Regions from separate parts of the Mus musculus genome. Here regions 1 and 3 are each linked to region 2. The links are chromatin contacts, called in public Hi-C and promoter capture Hi-C maps. All regions are on one chromosome and are shown on one strand. Each heading gives the region's core, a stretch centred on a gene start, on an enhancer-like site or on the middle of the called end of the contact. The rest is flanking DNA. Distances are from core to core; before and after follow the strand shown. Region 1 overlaps Ptpra (protein tyrosine phosphatase, receptor type, A). Region 2 holds the start of Idh3b (isocitrate dehydrogenase 3 (NAD+) beta). Region 3 overlaps Ptpra (protein tyrosine phosphatase, receptor type, A).

Region 1 (4,274 bases), core at 542-3,041, 260 kb after region 2:
CTCTCCCTTCATATGCATCCTCCACCCTTGTTACCTCCCCACCCCCAACTCAGAAAAAAATCTCTAGTATGTCACAGTGTATCCCACAGTCCACCCTTTCGTCCATATTATTTGCTTATTTGTTCATTGCAATGACTTGCTGGTCTGTTAAAGGCCTCTGGCTTCTGCTACTCTGTTGATAGATACTGGGGACTCCTCTTGGGTATCCCGTTGTTGCTCTATGTCATGAAGATCCTATAGTTTTTGATCTGTAATACCAGCCCGTTCATGAACTCCCAGCAGTTCATTGATGGGGTAGTTGTTGGTATGAGCCAATTCAAAGCCCTAGATCTGGGCCTCAGAGTGTCTGAGCTGGTCAGCCCGCTGGCTCTCCTACTCACATGTCCATGGGGCAGGCTCACCAGTAACCACTGCTTCCAGGGCCAACTCTACCCTGCTGCCTGAGAGAGGACAGGGTCCTGGGGGCAGCTTCTAACAGCTCCTTTTTACTTCCTGGCCTGATCAGCTCTGTAGCTGGGCCATAGCCAGTGCCAAACTTGAGTGCTTTAGTCACTGTTCTATTGCTGTGAAGAAACACCATGACCAAGGTAACTCTTAGAAAAGATAGCACTTTTATTGGAGCTTGCTTACAGTTTCTAAGATTTAGCCCATTATCATTTGATGAGGAGATGGCAGCATGAAGGCAGGCTTGTTGCTTGAGAATAACAGAGTTCTACGTCTGGATCTGCAGGTAGTAGGAAGAGAGAAATGCCACACCTCCTCATCCTTCTCAAGTCATTCCACGCCCTGATGACTAAGCATTCAAATCTATGAGCCTATGGCGGCCATTCTCATTCAAACCACCACACTGAGTCATAGATCAGCCCACAGAGATGAATCCTCATTTATGACTTTCTCAAGGAGGGCCCTCTGTCACCTCAATCCATTGTGGATTGTTGAGCGCTTAGAAGGGTAGTTTGGGACCAGGGTCTATGATAGTATGCTCTAAGGCGACCAAGCAAACTGTTAGCTCTTGGAAGCTGCTGAGTCAGCAGGAAGACCTTGGGTAGACAACAAGCCAATAGTTTGTATGAGTACACTGTAGTAGCTCTGTCACAGCATTTGGCCAGTCCCTCCTTCACACAGGCTTGTGTCTAAAGCCTGACCTGGGAGATTGGGTGGTGCAGGTTTTGTGGTAAAACAGTTTCCTGTTTGCCTTGAGCTGAGCGGTAGGAGTGGAAAAGATGGAGAGGTCTGTGAGTAAGGCTGGGTGCCGCTGAAGAGAAAATAAGTTACAGCAACTAACCCTTTAGCTGACAGACGTGACAGAGGAGAGACAGGCTTTGTGGGGGGTTTTCTCTCAGTCCCTTTATTTACATCTGCAGTCTTGAGTGAGAGACATGTGTCTGTTTTCATTGTAGTGTAAATGTGCCCAATACTGGCCAGACCAAGGCTGCTGGACCTATGGGAATGTCCGTGTGTCTGTCGAGGATGTGACTGTTCTGGTGGACTACACAGTACGGAAATTCTGCATCCAGCAGGTACAGTCTTCTGCCTCCTATCCAGGCATTTGTGTGGTGTCTGCCAACCATTAAGAGGGTGGGAAGGTCTGGGTTGTCCCCTTCTTACTCAGGAGGTCAGAAATCACACAATATACCATCTGTGTGGGTTCTGCAACCAGGGATCTGACCTCCAGGAACTCCTCTGTTAAATAAGCAGTGTTTTTATGGCTGGGAGGAAAGGGACCTGTTCAGGCAAAGTGCTCTTGCCTTGAACGTGCCAAGGCCGTGTGAAGAGGGTTTCAGGAAGTGGGGCAGTCTTCTGGATGCTGGGTTCACCTTGCTAAAGATCTCTTATACCAAAGCTATGCCAGGACTATTGTAAACCTTCCAGAGTGACCGTGGAGGTCTGAACCACATTGGGGTTGTTGGGGTCCAGGGTGCTATGGAAAGAGGATTTACCAAGAATCCGGAGCCCTGCTAGCTGTGCTTTGATCCCAGCGCTGAGAGGCACAGGCAGGAGGATCTCTGACTAGGAGACCAGCCCGTTGTACATAGTGAGATCCTGCGCTCTGTGTATGTCTCCAACCCTGCTGTTTACCATAACGGTTCTTGGGCTCAGACCAGGCCACTAAAGTTCTCTTGAGTTTGGCTGTGTTTGTAGGCCAAGCATGGTAGCAGCTGCACAGCCTCCTGACCGCTGTCACGTGTGCCTGCCCTCCTGCTGCCCTCCTTGTCACCAGAACAAACACTTCACTCCTTACTGACAGGTGGGCGACGTGACCAACAGGAAACCACAGCGCCTCATCACTCAGTTCCACTTCACCAGCTGGCCAGACTTTGGGGTGCCTTTCACCCCAATTGGCATGCTCAAGTTCCTCAAGAAGGTGAAGGCCTGTAACCCTCAGTACGCAGGGGCTATCGTGGTCCACTGCAGGTCAGTGTGGCCTGACTCTTGCCACTTTCTGCCCCCTTGGCCAGTAAGGGGTCAGCGCAGGGACCTGACCCAGGGGGCTGACACAGAAGACATGCATAGCTGGGACCCCAGGCAGCAGCCAGAAGGAATCCTCCAGCTCTGTTCTGAGGTGGAGAATATGACCGGGGAGTTAGGCAGCTTACTCTGGTTCTGAAATAACTATGAAGGAAGACTTGAGTCAGAGACTATGTCTTACCTCCAAAAGCTGCATTTGCAGTTATAGAAATTGTTCCCTGGCTCCCATTATTTTCAGTATATACCCCTGACAATGCATGAGATAAAATCATCTGCTCTTGCTATTATATTTATTGGCGTTAATGTACCTTTCTTCTTAGGAGGGCAGCCCTCCTTGGTCTGGAGTAGAGAGACCACACTGTGAAGCCAGTTGGCTGACTCAGTTCCCTTGACAACTTGAGACCCTTAAATATCAGGGTACCCAGGCTCTGATAACTAGAGACCAGGAACTCCTAGCTCAGTAGGATTGTTGACACTAGCTCAGTGTTCTGTCCCATTAGGAATTACAGTTTGTCTGCTTGGAGCCCCCTGAGCTGTGCACTCTGCCCTGCCTGCCCCTGAACGCACTAACCCCATGCTCTCTGGCTACAGTGCAGGTGTAGGGCGCACTGGCACCTTTGTTGTCATCGATGCCATGCTGGACATGATGCATTCGGAACGCAAAGTGGATGTATACGGGTTTGTGAGCCGGATCCGGGCCCAGCGCTGCCAGATGGTACAGACAGACGTGAGTGACCAGCGGGTGAGGCAGGGGAAAGGCTTTCTATTGCCAGGACGCCTGCCTGCTCTGAGGACTCCATTGTGCATGGGCATCATACAGTGTGTATGCACATGCATGGAACGCATGTGTTGATCAAAGGACAGATTACATGTTAGTTCCTTCCTTCTGCCATATACGTAAAGAAAGTAGGCATGGGGATTGGAGAGGTGGCTCAGTGGTTAAAAGCACTAGCTTTTCTTCTAGAATATCCAGGTTTAGTTCCCAGCAGCCACATGGAATGGAAGCTAACAACTATCTGTAACAGTGTCTCCAGTTCCAGGAGACACAACACCCTCTTGTAGCCTGTAGAAACTAGTATGCACATAGTATTTACACATACATACATGAGGCAAAACACTCATACACATAAAATAAATAAAAATCTTTTTAAAAGGAAATAGCGCATACAAGAGGTTGTAGCTCCGTGGCTGGGGGAAACAGAAAGGTGGCTGTTGTTTCTATTGGACCTTAAGGATAAGGGAACAGTTGGTATTGAATGCAAACGTGCTAGGGCCCACAGTCATGATGCTGCTAAGTCCAAGAGCAATAGTGAGACTCTGGGCACATCACAGACCCGGGATGGATCCAGGCTGGTCTGCCCTGCAGACCTTGCAGGCTCCAGACTTTGGTATCCGCCAGGCCAGAACCATGTCTCCCAACCTAACCGCCCCACCCTCAGGAGAACTCATGCATTTCAAGTGCTGCGTCACTGTATTGGGACAGTATGAATGACAAGTCTATCCCTGCTAAAATCAGAGGGAAAGTGCACTGAGTAAAGCTAGCCCTGGGAGTGATCTGGTGCCATGCTGTTGGTAACTGAGACCTCTGTGATCCACATTTCAGATGCAGTACGTCTTCATATACCAGGCCCTTCTGGAGCATTATCTGTATGGGGACACAGAACTGGAAGTGACTTCTCTAGAAACCCACCTACAAAAAATTTATAACAAGATCCCAGGGACGAGCAACAACGGGTTAGAGGAGGAGTTTAAGGTGAGTTGAAGCTGGACAGTGTCCAAACAGAAGGGACCACATGGTCTTAAAA
Region 2 (4,577 bases), core at 1,738-4,237:
TCGAACGCAAACTTTGCAATCCTCTGAGACTTGGTGCGAGTGACGATCTTCAGGCACTCAATGACACCCTTGGCGCTCTGGGTGAGAGGGAAGTAGCTTGTGACACTAGGGAAGAAGCAAGGAAGCCCACCTCCCACTTGCCTCTCCTTGTCCTCCGTAGTTTCTAAGCCTCACCTCATGTTCCAGAGAGCTATACTCCCCTTCTGTCTGCTCTCGAATGATAACCAGGTCTAGATTGTTGTGCCGAGTCTTGTATCCAGGAAGTGACTTCACGTGGACTACGTTGGCAAACAAATCCAACTTACGCCTGAGAGTAGACAGCCATCATCTGCTTTGTGCCCGGTGCCCAGCACTCCTCAGACCCACACCTACCCATCTACCTACCTCAGCTGCATATCATAGGAGGCTAGTTCACCCTTATACTCCATTGGGGTATAGATCTTTCCTGGGACAACAAAGTAGAGGAGAAGTAATGTTAGACTAGTGTCCAGTCTCCCCACTGACTTCATACAACCTAGACTCCCATCTTCCACTCCCAAACCCCTCAACCCTTTTATTTCTAGTGGCAAGAGGCAAAGGAGAATAATGTGGTGAAAATTAGATGAACTGAGCATAATGCTTTAATTTTAGACATTATGTTGAAATTCCTAAATGACCTAAGAGCTATTTTTTTTTTTAAATCAAAGAACCTGGTTTAATGCCAAGCTGAAAAGCAAGGGTGTCTAGTGACTGCATTATCTCAGCTACTACTTACTGAAAACTGACTATGTATGTAAGGCAACAGGGTATCAGTCAAAACCACAAACTCCTGCCCTCAACGAGAAAGACAACATAAGTTCTGTAGGGATGACAGGAACTAAGCTTAGGAACACAGAAGAGGAAGCCCTCTGGTCATATGAAATGTTACAGAAAAGCTGGTACTTACTGTAGTTAGTTCCTGGTTAAGTACCTTCAGTGAGTTGACCAGTGATAGGCCCCAAATGATAGGCCCATGAGCTTACACCAAGAAACCATAAACATGACTTTATTTGGGGGGGGGGGGGGGGAGGCGGCAGGGAGAAACTATAAATGAGGATTTTATAGTGAGAATTTTGGTTTCTTTATAAAAAAATCCACTGAAATGTTATGAGACTATGTTTTTGTTTTATTCCCAGGTGTGGGATACAGGTCTGCTTCAGACTCTTCACAGCAGTTGACTAAGATTTGCCTCATGCCGGGTGTGGTTTTGCCTGGGATCAGGTAGTTTTTGTGATTATGTAACATTTAGAATTGTGGGAGCTTTTCAAGAGGGTATAGAAATGTTAGGGTCCTGAGAAGCAGAGAGGGGTTGTTGGTTGATTGCCATTTGATAGTAGTTGTGCACAAAGAAAAAACAAGAAAAGGAAATTGGGTATTTTGCTGGTGAGGATCAAACTTGCCCCAAGGAACTTAGAGGGACTGTAGCTTCAGGAACTGAATTATATATGTTATTTTCAGTAGCATCCAATGGCAGTCATAGGAAACTAATGCCACAAGTGAGTGGAGATCCTGATAGGTGACACAGTGACATATACAGGACAATTAGGACAGCGGATTGTGAGCAACGCACAGAACAAATTGTAGAAAGGAAAACAGGAACATCAGGGGCCAGATTATAAAGAACTGACTTTCCTCTGCAAAAGCTGGCCCTGCAAGTGAGGCTGTCCAAGAAAGTGGGTCTATAGGAGGAAACCTACAAGCTAAATAAATAAATAAATAAATAAATTTTTAAAAATCCAATATGGGGAATAAAACAGCACAAGAGAAGAAATGGAGTGGTTAGAATGATCAGCGCACACTGGGTTAGGGTGGCCGTGCCTTTAATCTCAGCCCTTGGGAGGCAGAGGCAGAGAGCAGAGAGGCAGAGGCAGGCAGATCTCTGTGAGTTCGAGTCCAGCCTGGTCTACAGAGAGTTCCAGAACAGCCGGGGCTACACAGAGAAACCCTACCTGGAAAAACTAACAACAACAACAACAACAACAACAAACAATAAATGAACAAACCAAAAAAGAATGGGCACGCAGACACAACTAACAGGGTCTGACCCCGGTGACACAGCCTCAGCAGGTCCCAACCCCTTCCTGACATCACTAACTCCTGGTTTGCCACTGAGAAGAAACAAATTCCTAAATGTCAGTAGAGGCCAGTCTGGAAAACTGATATATACACACTGCAGAGAGAGGGGCTTTATGAACACTGCTCTTAAATGACAGAGTGCCATACAAACCAATGATGGCAACTTTGTTCTCCTTCATGGAACTCAGCACCTGCTCCAGCTTCTCCTCAGAAGCCATATTCTGCACCTCGCTCAGATGATGCTCCTTAAATTCCACAGGGACAGCAGCAGCCTTCAGGGATAAGTCCAAGCACAGGGCTGGGTCAGGTCTGAACTTTCCAACAACCCATCCATCCCTGTAGCCTGATCCGCCACCCATCCCCCGCCCCGGGCTATTCACCTTGAACACTTCCTTGACAGCATGCATGAGCTCTGGCCCCACGCCGTCTCCAGGCAGCATGGTCACAGGAAAGGCACCCTCCACCCTCACATCTTGTGCCTGTGAGTGGGGCCAGCAGAGATGGAGCAGGGGCAGAAGTGGGAGTCAGAGGGAAAGAGGTGGGGAGGGGAAACCCAGGGGAGCGGCAAGGAGGCGACAAGGATGGGCGAGAACGAAGCTGGACTCAAGCGTACCTGGCTCTGGGAAGCGGCGTGAGCCGTAGATGTTCCGAGACCTCTCCATGCCCCGGAGTTCCGAGCGGCGAGCACCGCCTGCGACAGACACAAGGTCAGATCGGGGACACCGCGGCCCCTTACACCGCGATGACCTTGCCTTCTTTTGGAAACCGCGGACAAACCCTCTGTTCTCCCGCCCACCCTCCGCTCAGGTCGTCCCGGGCCTCACTCGGGTCAGCCAGCGGACATTGCTCAGCGCTGCCATGTTCGGCCGAGGAAGTCGCGGGGGAAGTGACGCCGGAAGCGAGCGCGGTCGTGGGAGCTGGACTTCCTGTCAGCCCTGGCGAGCTTGGCGGTTCTTTCTCCCGTACCAATCGGCGGTGTGTACGGATTCACTTGAGTTCTCTCCTTCTGTTTGGTAATGTAGGGTCACAGGACACACAACCAGTTTGTCTGTTTGCTTTGTTTTCACTCGTCAGATTTAATTTCTCTTGAAAATTCAAAACAACATCCAAATATATATGGCCAAGTATTGAACAAGGATGTGAGTTTAACAATAAGTTGAGAAGTCTTGGGAATTTGTGAATGTTTGAATGTTCTGTTATGCGTTATTCTCTTAACTAGTACTCACTGTTAGTCACTTAGAATTCTTTTAAATAGGTAAAATAATTCAGATTACAAAGAAAACTGGTTATGATAAGAAAACTAACTTGGAGTTGATGAGGTAGCTCTGTAGACCAGGCTGGCCTCAAACTCATAGACCCGCCTGCCTCCACCTCCCAAGTGCTGGAATTAAAGGTGTGCACCACCACATCCTGGAAAAAAAAAAAAAGAAGCTGAAAAATAAAAGCTAATTCTTTTGCTCCACTGTATAGTATGCTATAATTTAAATTTACTAAATTGCTTAATCCTTTCTTAAATAGGCAGATACCTAGTATGAAATCTGATTTGGGCTCTTCTCAGCAACATTGCTGTGTATATCCCTGTACATTCTCCTTTGTACATATGATGAAGATTATAACTATCCTGCAGGGCACCTCTAGCCATGTATGTATTACAGGTGAAATGGTGTGTTTTCAATAGTTTGATTATAGATCTGTGTGTGTTTCACTCATGAATTTGTTCTCATGCAGTAAACAGAAAACTCATTCATCATGATAGCTGATAGTTTCTCTCCCACTACTTCTGGAAATAAAGAGTTACTGACATTGATTTAGCTGCTTAGTTATGTCCCCAGGGATCCTGGATGGGGGGCGGGTCCTCTATATCATCTCCTCTCAAAACTCCATTAGATTGCTAAACCCAGTGTCTATTTTATAATAGAATGTTGAGTATCTCATATAATTTATTGAGTGCTACACGGAAAGTGTATCAGAACAGGCATGTATGTTTTGTTGAGACAGGATCTCTCTTTATATCCCTGGTTGACCTATAACTTCCTATGTAGACCAGGCTGACCTGGAACTCAGAGAGATCCACCTGCCTCTTTGCTTTCTAAGTGCTAGGATTAAAGGCGTGTACCCCATGCCTGCCTAATGGACTTGTATCAATTACTTTTATCATTGTTGGGACAAAACACAGACAAAAGCAGCTTTCGAAAGAACAGATTTACTTTAGCTCATGGCTCCAGGAGACCCCAGTCACCACAGAGGGGAAGGGACGGCAGCAAGATCAGGAAGCAGCTGGGCTCTCTCTCTCTCTCTCTCTCTCCAGTTCAAACTGGCCATTTTCACTCAAGGCACATCAGGTATCTGAGCAGGACCATCAGGGAGAAGACTCTAGGGCCCTATAAAGTACACAAGCAGATACATGGGGGTGGGTAGAGGCTGCTCCGTAGTTACGAGCATTTACTGCTCTTGCAGAGGACCCAGATTTTGTTCCCGGCACC
Region 3 (4,548 bases), core at 786-3,285, 210 kb after region 2:
CTCATCTTCCCTCCCCTTTTCCTCTGAGCAGGTGGGGGTCCCCTTTAGGATCCCTGCCACCCTGGCACTTCAAGTCTCTACAACGCTAGGTGCTTCCTCTCCCACTGAGACCAGACAAAGTAACCCACCTAGTAGAACATATCCCACATTACAGGCAACAGCTTTTGGGATAGCCCCTGCTCCAGTTGTTTGGGACCCACATGAAACCAAGCTGCACATCTGCCTCATATGTGCAGGAGGCCTAGGTCCAGCCCATCTATGTACTTTGGTTGATGGTTCAGACCCTGAGAGCCCCCGAAGGATCTAGGTTAGTCGATTCTGTTGGTCTTCCTGTGACATTCTTATCCCCTTCGGGGCCTGCAATCCTTCCTCCTATTCTTCTATAAGAATCCCCAAGCTCCATCCACTGTTTGGCTGTGGGTGTCCGTATCTGTCTGAGTCATCTGCTGGGTGGAGCCTCTCAGAGGGCTACATGCTCTTGTCTGTAAGCATTATAGTATCAGTAGTGTTAGGGATTGGTGCTTGCCCATGGAAGGGGTCTCAAGTTGGACTGAATATTGACTGGGCATTCCCCTAGTTTCTGGCTCCATCCCCTATGCCTGCATTACTTGTAAACAGGATAAATTTTGGGTTGAAAGTTTTGTGGGTAGTTTGGTTAACCCAGGATCTTAACGAATGCTAAGACCAGTGCTCTGCTACTATACCCTTACATGCATTTTTATTAAAGTATCTGTGTCTAGCTAATAAAGCCACCCTTTATTAGCGAGAAAATTTTAAGATTTCTACCTATTTATGACTTGTCTTAATTTTTCTGTTTACTCTGTTTTATTTTGTTTTGTTTTGTTGTGTTTTTTTTAATGTTATTTTATACCAAGTGTCATGGTTCAAGTGAAGGTCTGTAAATTCAGGTTAGCCTGGTTTACATTGTCAGTTCCAGGTCGGCCAGGGCTTTGTAGAGAGATCCTCTGTCTTAGTCAGGGTTTTACTGCTGTGAGCAGACACCATGACCAAGGCAACTCTTATAATTTAATTGGGGCTGGCTTACAGGTTCAGAGGTTCAGTTTATTATCATCAAGACAGGAGCATGGCAGCATCCAGGCAGGCATGGTGCAGGAGGAGCTGAGAGTTCTACATCTTGATCTGAAGGCTGCTAGCAGAATACTTGCTTCTAGGCAGCTAGGATGAGGGTTTTAAAGTCCCCGCCCACAGTGACACACCTACTAGTGCCACTCCCTTGGCCGAGCATATACAAACCATTACATCCTGTCTCCAAAAAAAAAAGTAAAAACACAACAAAAAAAAACAAATAAATCAACAAATAAACAGATAAATAAAATGGTGCTTTGTATACACGTCACATTGTCGTGCAGCTGTCACATCCATATGTAAAAGTCTTCCATCTTCAGCTGAGCCTGTACTCCTCACACATCGACACTCCTTCCTCCTTCCCACCACCTATAGCCACCAACACTGCATGTTTGTTCTGATTCTGGACTTTACTACTCTCAGAATTTCAGAGTATTTGACCTTTCCTGCCTGATTTCCTTTTTATTTAGTTGCGTGTGTATTGGGAAGGAAGGAGAGTGTGGCAGGAGAACGCAGGTCAGTATTGGATATATCTTCCTTAATCAGTTTTCCCCATTTTTTTTTTTTTTTTTTGAGCCAGCGTTCCACACTGAACCTGGAGCTCCCTGATTCAGTTAAAGAGCCTGGAAATAGACCTGGGTTCAATCCCCAGGACTGAAAAATCACAAATATGTAATAGAAATTCAGGAACATACCCTGAGTTTTACTAAGTGAAAAAAGCCAGATACAAGAGGTCAAATATTATAGGATCCCAAAGAATGGTAAAACTCAAACTCAGAAAGTACAGTGGTGGTTGCCAAAGCCTGGAGAAAAAAGAGGGTGCAGTGTTTGTGTTAGGGACCTCCCTCCAGAGCTCCCAGCCAGCTCTCTTTCATTCTCTTTCTCTTAGTGTCTCTCCTTGCTCCCTGCCCACCCTCTCAGGCAGTGTCAGCTCCCTGCTCTGCATCCACCGACTGCTTCTTTCGATGTCTTCTGCCTGGCTTGCTCATTACTGCATTTGTCACCTGATCAGCTGCCTTTGTCCCTCCCTTGGCTTTTTGCCTGACTTTGATGGCAGCTGCCCTGTCATTGCCTGTGTGCTGCTCTGCCCCTTCTCCCATTGCCCTGGCAGATACAGCGTGTTCTGTAGTACTGTGCATTCTGCACATTCACAAGTAAACTCATCCATCACCTCCCGTCTGTGTGCCCCAGAACCTGGCCATCCTCTGCCTACGACATTGTAATTCACTTAAATCCAACACGTGGGCCATGCATCCCCCAGCATCTGAGGAACTCTACACTGGTATTCTCTCTGGAGTCTGTCTTAGGAGCTAGTCTTCCCCTCCTCTAGTTCCTCTTGCTTTACTGGCTGTATTTCTTCTGAAGGCTTTGGTCAGTGACTCCCCTCACCTCACAGTCAGTTAACAGGATGGAGCTTCTATCCTGTTAACTGTTCCAAATTCCAGATTATTCTGTCAGTTTCCTTACACTCTAACCATTGGTATTTCACAGTTGTGTTCACCAGTAAATCAGAACTTTTTATTATGAGGAAATTTTAAAAATCTTCTTACCGTGGGCAACAGCCCTTTGGTGATGTATTGGCTGCCTCATCTTGTCTCATGTGCATCATGTCCCTTGCTTCATCCTCTCAGACACTTGTCTGCTGTTTCCAGGTTTGTATTGAGGTCCTGCTTGATGCCTGTGTTAGAACTGTGTCCTCTGAGCATGACATGGCCATTGCCATCTTGATATCTGAGCAGCTATTGTTACCTCCTGAACCATTGTCCTGAAATACCCGTCACCACTCCCCACTGTTCCAGCTGCACGTAGTCCTGCCACAACTCCACAGTCTCGGGATTTAAGAGTATATAGGAGAGGGAAGGTCCATGAGATTGAGATCTCCTGATTCATCACCAGTGCCAGGGGTAGGGCTTATTCTCTGGTGCAACTGTCTAGTAGTCCTCATTGCTCTGTAAATAATTCCTAATCCATGAGCAATCCTTTCTGTGGTCTGTCAGGTGTCCTCTGTAACCAGCAGACATTCCTATGCCTCTTCTCGGCTTGTTGTCACTGATGGTACAAGACAAGCTATTTTAAGCTTTGAAGGCCTCTTTGTTTTGACAGCCTGGTCATTCTCTTAGCTAACTTGTATTCTTCCAAGTTTTGCTTTACATCATCTTCACTGAAAATTGCCTCTGTAGTTTGTACTTCTCCCACCTCATTTTATTGCCTTTTGGCTACCTTTTTATGACTGGTAATAATCCAGGATAGTTTGTGCCTTCTGCAGGTAAATGAAGCCTCTGCTAACAGTGTCTATATCTAATTTCTGTATCCTCCAATATTTAGTAAATTAAAAGGAAAAAAATGGGCTGTAGAGTTAGAAAAGCCAATGTTTAAGTACCAGTAAACATTTATTACTGTGTAGCCTTGAACAAATTCCTTAATCTCTAGAAAAATAGTATCTAACTCATAACATTATGAGAATTAAATAGAATAAGGTACATAAATGCCTATTACAAGTCACAAAGCAAGCAATCAAGGATTATAGCTATGTATTGTTTCCAATAATAAACATTGCTAAGCAAGTGAGTAGTTGCCTGAAGTGGCTGGTCCCTCCTTCTAGTCAGGTCACCTGAGCAGGTCCAGGAGATGGCCCAGAGCAGTTTGAAATGACTCCCAGCTGACATTTGTCCCACACTTGGAAGATATTTTCCATAAGACTGGGATCTGAAAGCATATCTTTCCCACTACAAACTCTATCTCTATCAGAGAGGTGAGTTTACTTAAAATCAAGACCAGAACCAAATGCAGAATGTTTGAACATCAGCCCTTGATTAATCTGATCATATTTTCAAGGCCCACCACTCCAGCAATGAAACAGTCTGTAAAATAGAAATAGAATCATTAATTAGTTGGCTTCTTTGAGAGATTTATCTGTTTCTTCATTAGATCCGTGAGGAAGAGCCAGGTAATCTTAATCTGAATTCTACCTGCTGAGAACCTATCTTTCCGATTTCTTTATCTGCAAAATGGGAGTAAAAAGAGTGGTAAGACAAGAGGCCAAACGTGGTCCTGCACACCTTTGATTCTCAGTGCTTAGGAGGCAGAAGTAGGAGGATCTCTGAGTTTGAGACCAGCCTAGACTCCATATGGAGTTCCAGGACAGCCAGGGCTGCAGAGAGAAACTGTGTCTCAATAAAGAAATAAAAGATTTAACAGAAATAAAATGTTTCCAGTGGTAGTATATACCTATCTTTTGACGATATTTTATTGGGAGCATGCTAAATATAAAACTATAAAATATAATATTAACTCTGGATATAATTTTTTTCTTTTGGTGGTAGTAACAGTCTAACCAAGAACCTCATGATTTGTGCTAGGCAGATATTCTATAACTCAGCTATATCCCCAACTCTTTTTATTTTTATTTTATTTATTTATTTATTTATTTATTTATTTATTTATGTATTTATTTATTTATTT

What was found. Promoter capture Hi-C pulls out the DNA fragments that hold promoters and counts their contacts. Hi-C and Micro-C count contacts between places; a contact is called where the count stands out from the background.
Region 1: a Hi-C map of the G1E-ER4 cell line shows a contact between it and region 2, with 2.4 times the contacts expected there. The contact joins the enhancer-like site here to the promoter of Idh3b in region 2. A contact is called at or near these places in 7 of 39 promoter capture datasets (the 3T3-L1 cell line, 3T3-L1-derived adipocytes, HPC-7-derived erythroid cells and 4 more), 2 of 15 datasets of contacts at CTCF or cohesin (large pre-B cells and pro-B cells), 18 of 484 Hi-C or Micro-C datasets (B cells, the G1E-ER4 cell line, the HPC-7 cell line and 11 more), 11 of 115 datasets of contacts at active chromatin or transcription factors (the 230-238 cell line, the NIH/3T3 cell line, the SCID.adh cell line and 8 more) and 4 of 9 other capture datasets (adipose tissue, embryonic stem cells, liver and 1 more).
Region 3: a contact with region 2 is called in a promoter capture Hi-C map of neural stem cells. The contact joins the enhancer-like site here to the promoter of Idh3b in region 2. A contact is called at or near these places in 2 of 39 promoter capture datasets (embryonic stem cells and neural stem cells), 1 of 484 Hi-C or Micro-C datasets (stem cell-derived neural stem cells), 2 of 115 datasets of contacts at active chromatin or transcription factors (embryonic stem cells and extraembryonic endoderm stem cells) and 2 of 9 other capture datasets (adipose tissue and liver).

The regions. Positions count from the first base shown.
Region 1 is chr2:130,538,235-130,542,508 of GRCm38.p6, forward strand. It overlaps Ptpra (protein tyrosine phosphatase, receptor type, A), which reads left to right. Exons shown (of 21, transcript NM_001163688.1): 11 at 1,401-1,520; 12 at 2,249-2,415; 13 at 3,061-3,196; 14 at 4,073-4,222. Among named protein-coding and RNA genes, the nearest start is that of 4930473A02Rik, 23 kb to the right of the region's middle. Within about 2 kb of position 1,792, at least 81 of the 459 cell types and tissues checked have an H3K27ac peak or open chromatin away from gene starts, as enhancers often do. A contact at or near this core is called in the 230-238 cell line, B cells, the G1E-ER4 cell line and 6 more, where this site is marked.
Region 2 is chr2:130,281,464-130,286,040 of GRCm38.p6, forward strand. Idh3b (isocitrate dehydrogenase 3 (NAD+) beta) reads right to left here and starts at 2,988. Exons shown (of 12, transcript NM_130884.4): 1 at 2,919-2,988; 2 at 2,708-2,785; 3 at 2,475-2,573; 4 at 2,246-2,366; 5 at 385-445; 6 at 175-307; 7 at 1-77. The coding sequence starts at 2,954.
Region 3 is chr2:130,494,101-130,498,648 of GRCm38.p6, forward strand. All of the region lies in intron 1 of Ptpra (protein tyrosine phosphatase, receptor type, A), which reads left to right. Among named protein-coding and RNA genes, the nearest start is that of Gm52562, 45 kb to the left of the region's middle. Within about 2 kb of position 2,036, at least 108 of the 459 cell types and tissues checked have an H3K27ac peak or open chromatin away from gene starts, as enhancers often do. A contact at or near this core is called in adipose tissue, extraembryonic endoderm stem cells, neural stem cells and 1 more, where this site is marked.